2 separate regions of the Mus musculus genome follow, and region 2 is linked to region 1. The links are chromatin contacts, called in public HiChIP or PLAC-seq maps. All regions are on one chromosome and are shown on one strand. Each heading gives the region's core, a stretch centred on a gene start, on an enhancer-like site or on the middle of the called end of the contact. The rest is flanking DNA. Distances are from core to core; before and after follow the strand shown.

Region 1 (5,540 bases), core at 1,018-3,517:
CAGAGAGTAGACTAAGGGATTACTGGTGAGCAACACAGGCAATGTACATGGCACCTGAGTCACACAAGGTGAAAGACATAGCTCAGTGGGACAGTTTGATGCTACACATGAAAGATCTCACCGATTGATACCCATTTCTTACTATGGACTATTCCAAAGAATGTAGGTTTGTCATGATTTCTGAGTATAGTTTTCTTTGATAGTTTAACCAAGGTAAATTGATGAACCTTTCTAAACCTGTTCTTCAACCTGAAAATAATAAAATCATGTTGGGAATTATCTCCCTATGATTTACTGGTCAGGGAGACCTCAAAGCCACTGAAACAACAGGCTATTGTCGTTGTCCACCCTAACTGCATGGGAAAACCTTATTGCTAAAGAAACTGCACACTTTGGTTGCAGGACATAGGAACCAATCTTGAATTGACTAGGAAACTCTCTCTCATGGCTGTCTCTCATAGTCCTGGAAATAGCTACTCAGGCTCCTGAAAGAGACATTCATGGTATTACATAACACTGGACCTCATCTGCTGCATACTAACCTTTTAGGCAAGGTGTGCTCACTGGTACAACAGTGGCAAGATAGAGTGTGGGGTAAACAACCACTCTCTTGGTTGGATTTGAGGCCTGCTCCACAGGAAGCAATTCATGTCTGCTACTATAAACACGGTCCGTGACTAGGGAAGTCATAACATGAGTATTGATGTTGTTTCACTAAGTGGTCATGCTTTCGAACATTCTTCCAAATACTTACATTTCATACTCCAAACCTTGGCCAGACAGGCTTTTTAGAGTGGATAGCAGTTCATACAGAGATGTACTACTGTTAGAAGTGATGAAAATAAGCTAATGACCACCTACATCAACCTTCCTCCACAAATGCTCACGGAATACCACAGAGGAGAGGACAGAAAGATGGAAAGGGCTGGAGGATGAGGGACAGAATGCTGGGAAAACCTGTCCTCTGGAGACAACGTGGTTGCGGCATCCACAAACTCGCAGCAGCTATGGTACCTGCACAAGACGTGTAAACTCTCCAACATGAAGTGAGATCCCCACCTCTCCAACCGCTCTTCCCCTAACTGAGGAGCTACTGGCAATTGATAGCTACTAGGAGGTGACAGTCACTTTTCTTTGGGATAGCTCCTGGTAGTTGACCATGCCCCAGTGGATGACCCCCATGCCAATATGCATATTGGATTCACTGGATTTTAAAATTTTTAAATAACAACAACAACAACAAAGAACAGCTCCTGAAGTCGGAGGGAGCTATGTGGTTAGGAAGCCCTGAGGATTGGAGGGAAGACGGGTACATACGATCCAGACACATTCTACACATGTGTACAATTTTAAAATACATGTTAAGTATGATCAACTGCAGAAAAATTAACCACACGAAGAGGAAATTCTGTGCATAATTTGGTCTCTCCTATCACCAAGAAGTCGATTCCCTCTTTCTCCTCAGACAATTTTAGTGCCCTTAGTTAAGTGGCAACCAGTAACTCTATTATTACTTTAAATCATAGTCTGTTAGGGCTCCTAGGATTTGTCAAGAGGAACTGCTTTGAAACCAGGATTTTTATTAACAGAGCTGTGAAGTGAAACCAAGACCAAAGGGTTAGCACCCAGTCCATGTTTAAAAATATGCACTTAGAAATATGTAAATGAGCCACAGCCCCACTTGTCTCTACAAGCCAGGGATGCAACAACATCCTTAGAAGGCCAGCCGTAAGGCTGTCATTCTGAAATAAGATGACACAGGCCCTGGCCTTGGGGCTGAGGTGACACATCTTCCCAACATGGCATTACTCCTGTGCTGTTCCGTATCCATGAGGCCGGTTTACTGTGATCCTTCACTTTTGAGAATATAACGGAAACTGAATCCTGAGATAGATAAAGAAGGGTTGTATATATGAAAATTCCTGCTAAGGAAAGATAGCCTTCCTGGGCAATCACTCACTGATTCAAAACAGAGAAACTTCCTTCTTCACAGAACACAGACATACTAATCATGGGCTTGGATGGGTTTGCTTATTGGTGATGTCATGGGTAATGTTTATTACGGAGGAGACTGGATAATGGTACTGCTGGAGCCTGAAGATGCCAGTGAGGACACAGAGGATGCTTCATCCTCCTCCAAAACCCACCGAGACAGGAATTCAAAGCACGGCACCTTTCTTGTCAGTAAGAGAAACACTGGAGTGTGCACCTCTAAGGTCCTACAGGTTCCTCTGCAACAGCGAGTAAATGGGGAAGGAGGGAAGACCTCAGAGTTTAGTTCCCAAAATAAACTTTATGCAATCACAGGAAGCATTTAGATCCTTCCCCACGTGTTCTGCTGGAAAAAACAAAAAACAAACAAACAAACAAAACAAGACAATCTGAGCCACAGGAAACAACACAAATTCAAGAAAACCCCAGTGGGATGAGAGGGTCCTCCAAGTGGATGTCAGAGTCCCATAAATGAGGAAAAGGCCAACAGATGTGCAGACTCAGCTGCTCCAGTAAGTCCCCGACTTATTCTCAGTGACAATGCCATCTGAGGATCTCAAAAAAAGGACAGGGGTCACACACACAACGTCGCTCTCAATATCTGGGTACATACAGCTAGCTCCGGCTTCATTTCAGCAAAACAAGGAAGTGTGAGGTCAACTATAATGTCAGACATATAGGAGAAACAAGAGCTGAGAGGTGCAAGGTGTGAGTACTAGCCATTTTTATAAAAGTCACTAGAAAGGCATGTGTGTCAACATTGATGGGTCAAATTAGGAAAAAGACCCAACAATTCTATAATGTGTGAAAATCCATATCATAACAAATAGTAACTGGAAAGAGGCGATGTTTATAGCGTGCTGTGGCTGAGATGTGTCCCTAGGTTGCAGCTCAACCCAAAAGTAGAGTCTTAGTCAGATGAGTAGGACAACAGACCTCTGTCATCGAGAATTGCATTAATGTCTTTATAAAACTGGCCTGAGGATCAGAGAGATGACTCAGCAGTTAAGAACACAAACTGCTCTTCCAGAGGACCTGAATTTGGTCTCCAGCACCAACATCTGGCCACACACAATAGCCAGTATCTCCCGTTCCAGGGGATCTAATGCCTCTGGTCTCCTCAGGCAACTTCACGAAAATGGTGCATATGAACTCATGCATACGTGTGCATGTGCACGAGCACGCACACAAGCATGCACGGACACACACACACACACACAGAGATCTCTAAAAATAGAAGCCTGGCAGGATTTATAATGCACAAGTTATGAAATGAGTCTATGTGCCCAACAATGGATGAATGAATAGAGTATAGTATGTATCACAATTGAGCATTTTTAGTCATAAAGAGCAGAATAATGTCACTTGCAGGAAAATGAAACCAGAAATCATTACGTTCTTTTAAAAAGCCAGATTCAGAAAAACAAATATCATATTTTCTTTTATATCCTGACTCTAGGTTGAGAGAGAGAGAGAGAGAGAGAGAGAGAGAGAGAGAGAGAGTTAGACAGAGAGAGACACAGAGAGAGACAGACAAGATGAGGAGGTCAGGATATAACTGTGGTATGTGCTTGCCTACAATGCATAAAGCCCAGGTTAGTCCCCTTACCACACAAAAGCCAGGAATGGTGGTACAAGCCTGCAATCCCAGAATGTGGAAGCTGAAGACAGGAGATGGCAAGTTTGAGGCAAGATAGGGCTATATGAGACCCTATCTCAAAAAAAATTCAATGAAAATATTTTTTAATAACCCACTAAATCCAATTAGCACTGTCAATGTGTATAATGGCATGGGGCCATCAACTGGAGGGAAACCTACCGTCCTCAAAGAAGAACCATTTCCTGTTTCAACAGGTATTTATTGCCAGCAGCTCCTCAGTTAGGGTCAGAGCCCAGAGAGTGCCTTCCCCGGTTTTTATGTCAGAATTTTGGTTGGTTTCATCTTGTGCAAGTGGTAGTCACAGCTACTCTGAGTTCATGATAATAATAGCCAGATGTCTAGGGGTGGGGACACTTAGGGGGAGGTGTATTAGGCAGGAAATGGGAGGGGGTGGCTGGAGAGGGATTTAAAAAAATCTAATTGTAAATATGTATGAAAAAGAATTTACACACACTGTTTAAAAGACATGAAGACCGAAAGAGAACTTTTAGGAGAAAGGGGAATAAGAGGAGAAGGGAGGAAAATGGAAAGGCAACCGTAAGGAAGGGACACCAAATCCACTGGTGACGTGATCTTAGACTTCTCTGCTCCAGTCACACGAGAGATAAACTGGTATTATTAGTAAATTACCCACTCTGGTATATTTTGCTATATTAGCCCAAATCGACTAAAATAGAAGCTTCATTAAGTTTAATTGTCATTGCCAAGAGAATAAACCATGACATCCCCTTTTTGCTTAAACTCCTTCACTTAAAGTAAGTGCCCAATTAGACGAGGGACTCTGACGTGGCTCCTTGTGGCACGTGCAGGGGCAGATGATTTTAAAATCTCACCAAAAATCCATCAATTAAGTCCTCGTTATGATGAAAGGATGGAGAGCAGCTTATCGAGCAAATAAGAAGAAAAAAAAGATTCGTCCCTGTGACTTCACATAAAAGGAGAGTCCACAAGATCTGCTGAGCATTTATGATGTGAGGCATCTTAATCACACCTTGAATCTGACAGGTCATTAATAATAAAATCAATCTCATTTAACAGCACTGTCTGAATATGCTTCTATATAACCTTTTAGACTGTTGGATTTTGACAGCAGGAATTAGGCAGTGTGGTGTGTGTGTGTGTGTGTGTGTGTGTGTGTGTGTGTGTGTGTGTGTGTTACCACTCTCGCAGCACTGTGGGGGTCATGCCTCCACTTCTTCCTGAGCTATCTTTGGTTTATTAGTCACTTTTATTGCATGCCATCATCTTAACTAGTGATGTATTGCTATAAGGAGTCACTATGATCACAGAAACTCTTACAAAGAAAAACACTTGTTTGGAGCTGGCTTACAGTTTCATGGCCGGAAACATGATAATAACATATGCCTGTAGCACAGGCAGACACGGTGTTGGAGAGGTAGCTGAGAGTTCTACATCTGGATCAACAGGCAGTAGAAAGAGACATGGGCATGGCTTAAACATTTGAAAGCCTAAATCCCACTCCCAGCGTCACATGTCACTCAACAAGGCCACATCTCCTAATCCCCGTCTAATAACACCACTCCCTAATGACCAAGCATTCAAATATATGAGCCTATGGGGCCATCTTTATTCACACCACCACAGCATCGCATGTTTCAGCTCTAGGACATGGAGAAGCCAGGATAGGCTTGAACGAGAAGCTCCCTCCTAGTTGTTAACTCATAACTGTAATTTTGCTACTGTTATGAGTTGTAATGTAAATATCTGTCTTGGGCATGCCCTGTGTAAGGGTCACTCAATCCCCCAAAGTGGTCATAACCCTTAAGTTGATAACCACTGTTTCATAGGATGCCATCCATTCTTTGGAGGGGCTTTCAGTGATGTATCTACTGTTGATTCATTTATACTTCTGTCACTAACCTCTCAC
Region 2 (5,540 bases), core at 1,672-4,171, 300 kb before region 1:
TTCAAATGAATCTGCAAGTCAAGTCCCACCACTCCTCTTCACTCAAGGTCCCTCACATCCAACCAATGTTAAAGACTTCCTTCTTGGATATATCTGTGTGTCTTGACTCTCATTGCCAATATCCCAGTTCAAATCAAAATTATAATTCCCCAAATTGCCCTGCCATTTTTGTTCCAACTGGTTTCTCTGTCCCTATTTATATTCTTCTAACCCAAGACTTACATTTCATCTGGCGATCTTCCTATAGTATATTTATGTATGTTATACTGCTCACTAAAGTCCCTTCTAGAGTTCCACACTAAGACAAATCTCAAGTGCTTTAGTTGAAGGTCACCTGCCATTTACCTCTGTCCAAACCCATATGTTGGCAGAATTTCTTCACATTCCAGGTTGTATCAACACTCAATCTCTCAGAATCTTAAACAGGCTGTTTCATCATCTGCTTCTTGGCTCCTCCTATCATCACAAAATTGTACAGGAGAAAGGGGCTGAACATCAAAATCAGGGCTTTCTACCAACATCATTCTCACCATCAGAAAATTCTATGCAGCTGATTAATGAGTGTTTGCTGATAGCAAAACACTACATTAGTAGCTACAAAGACACATCCCTCAAGCCCACTGTGTCTCAACATGTTCATGACATTTGAGTTCCATTGTTTAAGTCCTGAGCTGTGTATGGTAGGACACACAGGATCTCAGTAATTGAGAGGCTGAGTCAAGGAAACTGCAAGTTTAAGGCCAGCCTGGGCTACTAAGTGAAAATGTGTCTGAGGGGGGAAATGTTCAAGTTTCTGGAACTATCTGTCTCTGACACACTTGGCTTGCTCCTCTCTCTAGGTTACCTCTTTGCTAATCCAGATCCCTCGTGTCTCTTCCCAACCTCTGTTCTTTAAGTAAGCCTTGTGCCACAGCCCCCGTGACTGCTTATGCCCAGTTTAGAACGCTTAGTTTTTTTTGGTTTTGGAGTCTTATTTTGCCCCTGTTGGCTTTCTCAGCTGTGCACAGGAGCAGAAACCAGAAACCTTGCATTTAATAGGTATGTATGGCGTTGTATTGATCAGGGCTGGTTAATACTTTTTTAAACAAATAGTTTTAAATTTTATTTTGATTACATTTATTTACTTTATGTTGGGAGGGGAGAATACATAGATGTCATGGCGTGAGTGTGGAGGCCACAGACAACTTGCAAGAATAGGTTCTCTTCTTGCACTCTGTGGGCCCTACGGAGCTTTGCCCACTGATCCTTCTAGGTAGTCAAGGCTTGTTTTACTTTTAAAATCTTGAAACTCAATAAAGAGAACAAACAGTTAGAAGAACTATACAGAATTTTGCTAATCGGCATTTCTAGATTGTTCCTGCTCATAAACAAAGCAAAGTAAAGAAGACAATAAGCAAAGACCATCAGTCTGGAATCGAAAGACTATATCATACATCTACAGTGTTCAGAAATATGGCTTAACTACTGGAGTCATGAATAATTTCAGTGCTAGGAATTGAATCTGCGCATGAGTGGGCACGTTAGCTCTGAGTTATAGTGCCAGGCCTGGATATAGGTCTTGGTGGTTGTCTCCCCTCTTGTTAGGTAGATAACAAGACCCTTAGTATTATTAGAACTGGAAAATGTCCTTCTGATGCAAATTTACAAAGTCTCCCCTTCCTTCCAACGAAGAGCAGGGTACATACTGGCTGGAAGCAAGTTTTGTAAGAGTTGCGTACCCATGCACAGACAGTCCTCTACCCACCAAAATCATGACTTTCACCACATAAATGCAAGTATTATATCAAACTTCTTACTACCCAGTTCTAAATAAAAGGAAGCCCACTTTCAGTAAGGAGAAAGCAGATATAATACATCTTTTTCATATTTCTTTATCTTTTCATAATAGCCAATTTGTATACCATTATCTCGCTGACACCCCCCCACACACACACACACACACAGGGAAGCAGAAATTTTTATTATTATCAATTGGAATGGAAATGCCAGCAAGCAACATTTATGGAGACATTGTAAGGAAGCATTATAATCCCTGGCTCAGCCAGTGACTTTTAACAGAGAATAGCAATGTGAAAGTGTCAGGGAGAGAGACAGCATGCCACAGCAGGGTTGGCTATTACCTTATCAGGAAGAGGACACGGCAAATAGGACACAGTGACCATCGTTTCTTTGTTTTATTCCCTCTGGATTCCTTTAAGCATGACTCATTCAAGCTTAGCTCAAGATGAGACACATAGTAGCCTTGGGGAGCTAGTTAGAGGGCCAACTGAGGATCCTGGATACTCCTTATCCACCCTAGTTTAACCAAGCATTGTTGAATATAGGTATCTTATCCCCCACTGCAAAGAGGATTTGTATGTGTATCTTAGATTGCAACTGCAGGAAACAAGAAAAGAAGACCTTGGATGTGACACCAATGCCATATTTTGCCTGCATTCTCTAGAGGACTGAAGATTTCTGCATTTAGGGTGTCCTGGTTTGCTTGTTTGGTTGGTTGGCTATATGTTGTTGCTGTTGTCCCCCTTCCCCCTTCCCCCTTCTCCCTTCCCCCTTCCCCCTTCCCCCTTCCCCTTTCCTCCTTCCCCCTTCCCCCTTCCCCTTTCCTCCTTCACCCTTCCCCCTTCCTTCCCCCTTCTTCTTCCCCCTTCTTCCCCCTTCTTCCCCTTTCTTCCCCCTTCCCCTTCCCCCTCCCCCTCTTTCTTCTTTATCAACTTGACACATATTAGAGTTATCTGGACAGAAGAACCTTAACTGAGGAAAAAAATGTCTCCATCATATTGGAAGCCTGTAGGCAAGTCTGTAGGGAATTTTCTTGATTTTGGCTGGCATGGTGCCACCCCTGGAGAGGTGATCCTGGCTTATATAAGGAAGCAAATTAAAAGCACCAGAAGAAGGCAGCAAGCATTAGTCTTTCAAGGCCTGAGTCCCGGTTCCTGCTTTAAGTTTCTGCCCTGACTTCTCTTAGTGATGGAGTGTTTACCTGGAAGTGGAAGCCAAACAAACCCTCCCCACACCGAGTCGCCTTCAGTTGTGATTCTATCACAGAACTGGAAACATAACTGAGAAATGGTACCTATCAACATCTCTCCATATGACTGCAGATGGGGTGATCTTAATATCGTCTACATCCTCACGTGGCCTTACTTCTCAAAAGAAATTTAAGTAGCAATATGTAAGTGGTTTCATGCATTCTATATAAGAAACCTTCAGTGTGCCTTTCTGCACAGAGGATGGATCTAATAATGGAATTACCGATTTGCAGGAGTTTGGACCTATTTATCAATCATTTTCTCCTTGGAAAGCATACTGGAGTGGAAAGGGGTGTGAAATCTGACAGACACAGGAAACTTCCTCCTCCCAGGAGACTTTTAGAGAGGACATCAACAGTCAGTAAGGCTAATAAATAACGCAAGGGTGGGGGGTCAGAATCTAAGTATCTGGCATTGCAGAAAGGGCACCAAATTTGGGACTTGCCACACTAACAATACGCCTAAAGTATGTTTTATTCTTCTAGGGTAAAACATTATACTTGCCAAGGATTAAACACAGAAATATTTAACTTGGGGAAGATTGTATTCTTTTTGCTATTCCCTAGATAGAAATACTAAGGTCTATTTTCAAATTCGGTTGGTTTTGAGATCAATGATGGCTTAGTTAGCAAGAAAATAAGCTATCCAATAGACAGACGGCTAAGAGAAGCCCACCGAGGTGAAACCGTGATCCCTCTTGCCATCAGGTGCCAAGGCCCTGCAAGCAAAGCTGGGGAGAGCACAGACCTGCTTATCCCAAAGAATATTATCAGAGCCACGTCCCTGAGACCTTTCAGGACCTTAGCTCCCGGAGAAGCTGTGACTGTGGTCCCAGCACAGAGGTCTGTGAGCAACTCAGAGCTTCACAGATCACTACACTAAACAGCAGGAGGCCTTGCTGGGAGAAGTGAGGCCTGAGAAAAAGCCACGTGGATTGTTGGGAATCCTCAGACACACCTCAGCCTGATTACAAATCTTGACTCCAGTCCTAGACCTGAAAGATGCCAGATAGAGGGGGAGAGGGGGGAAATTAAATTCTGAGAAAAGCCTCAGTTTCTGCCATTCTGGAGATAAAGAATAAGACACATAACAGATGGGATGGGGCAGGGCAGAGGATTTAATAAGAGTCACTATTGGATTAGGTATTCATTTGATTGAAACCAGCCTATGCGGGGCAGAAACAGATGGAAGCCATGCTGTGCTGACTTCTCATGCTTCGGGGGACACAGCACTTCTGTGTGGACAAAACTGATGGGGCCTTACACGCACGTGCGGTGGAGAGAAGCACCCCAATGGGTGAACTCAGCTGTGGGGGCTGTGGCTCCACAAGTCAGTGTTACAAAGTCAGGGCCAAAGAAAGAGCCGCTTAACAACTGTACAAATGTAATATTGCAAAGTTTAAAAAGATCCTGACCTACCAAAGAGACAATCGGAGAGAAAAGAGACAGCCCATAAAATGGAAGATGATCTCTGCCAAATATTCATCTGACAGTAGATTCATATCTAAAATGTATAAAAACTTAAAAAAAATGAACGAAAGGATAAATAATATACACAATAAACAGATTGGAAAATGGAATGAACACTTTTTCAAATGAAGTATAAATGGCTAATAAATGCATAAAAGAAGTCCAACATCCTTAGCCACCAGGGAAATGCAAATCAAAATCACACTGCAATTCCATTTTTTCTTTTATTGAAAATAGTTTTTTCTCATACTCTATATCCTGATTAGGGTTTCCACTCCCTCTACTATTCCTAGTTCTTCCCCAACTCTCCTCCAACCCAGATCCAACCCTTCCTCTCCCTTTCTCTCATTAGAAAACAAACAGGCTTCAAAAGGGTAATAATAAAATAATAAAACTAAAACTAAAACACCAGAATAGGACAAAACAAATAGGCGGAAAGGAGCCTTAAAAAAAGGCACAAGACATAGATAAGACACAGAGACCCATTCGTTTGCACATTCAGGAATCCCACAAAAACACTAATCGGGAAGCCATAATATATACACAAAGAACCCGCGGGTTAAAAAAAGAAAGATAATAATTTAAAAATGTAAATAAAAAATGTTAAAAGTGCTAACTTCCATTTTCTTCCATGGAGTTTGCTTTCTGTCACTATCTACAGGTAGCTGCATGCGCTGCCGAACTTCAAGAGTAGTTTGTTTCCCCCGTGAGACTCCATTGGAGGAAAGTAAATTTTCATTGCAAGTGGTTATCAGTTAGACACAGTTTCTGGGTTAGGAATGGGGCATGTGCCCACTTCTCCTTTTAGCTCCAGGACCCCAGCTGGTGCAGACCTGTGCAGGCTCTGTGCTTGCTGCTTCAGTCTCTGTGAGTTCATTGAGCATTCTTCATGTTGATTTAGAGGCCTTGTTTTCATGGTGTCCTCTTCCCCCTCTGGCTCCTACACTGTTTTCAGCTTCTCTTCTTCAGGGTTTCCCCAAGCCCCAAGGGGAGGCATTTGATAGAGATGTCCCACTTAAGGCTGAGTGTTCCAAGGTCTCTC

Evidence for each region. HiChIP or PLAC-seq counts read pairs in DNA pulled down with a chosen protein or histone mark.
Region 2: a contact with region 1 is called in an H3K27ac HiChIP or PLAC-seq map of microglia, with 4 times the contacts expected there. The contact joins two enhancer-like sites. A contact is called at or near these places in 1 of 15 datasets of contacts at CTCF or cohesin (the NIH/3T3 cell line) and 1 of 115 datasets of contacts at active chromatin or transcription factors (microglia).

The regions. Positions count from the first base shown.
Region 1 is chr12:52,324,973-52,330,512 of GRCm38.p6, reverse strand. No RefSeq gene overlaps it. Among named protein-coding and RNA genes, the nearest start is that of Gm40423, 34 kb to the left of the region's middle. Within about 2 kb of position 2,267, at least 5 of the 459 cell types and tissues checked have an H3K27ac peak or open chromatin away from gene starts, as enhancers often do. A contact at or near this core is called in microglia, where this site is marked.
Region 2 is chr12:52,622,277-52,627,816 of GRCm38.p6, reverse strand. Gm35239 (a long non-coding RNA gene) reads right to left here. Exons shown (of 7, transcript XR_001780617.2): 3 at 346-456. Among named protein-coding and RNA genes, the nearest start is that of Gm23296, 20 kb to the right of the region's middle. Within about 2 kb of position 2,921, at least 20 of the 459 cell types and tissues checked have an H3K27ac peak or open chromatin away from gene starts, as enhancers often do. A contact at or near this core is called in microglia, where this site is marked.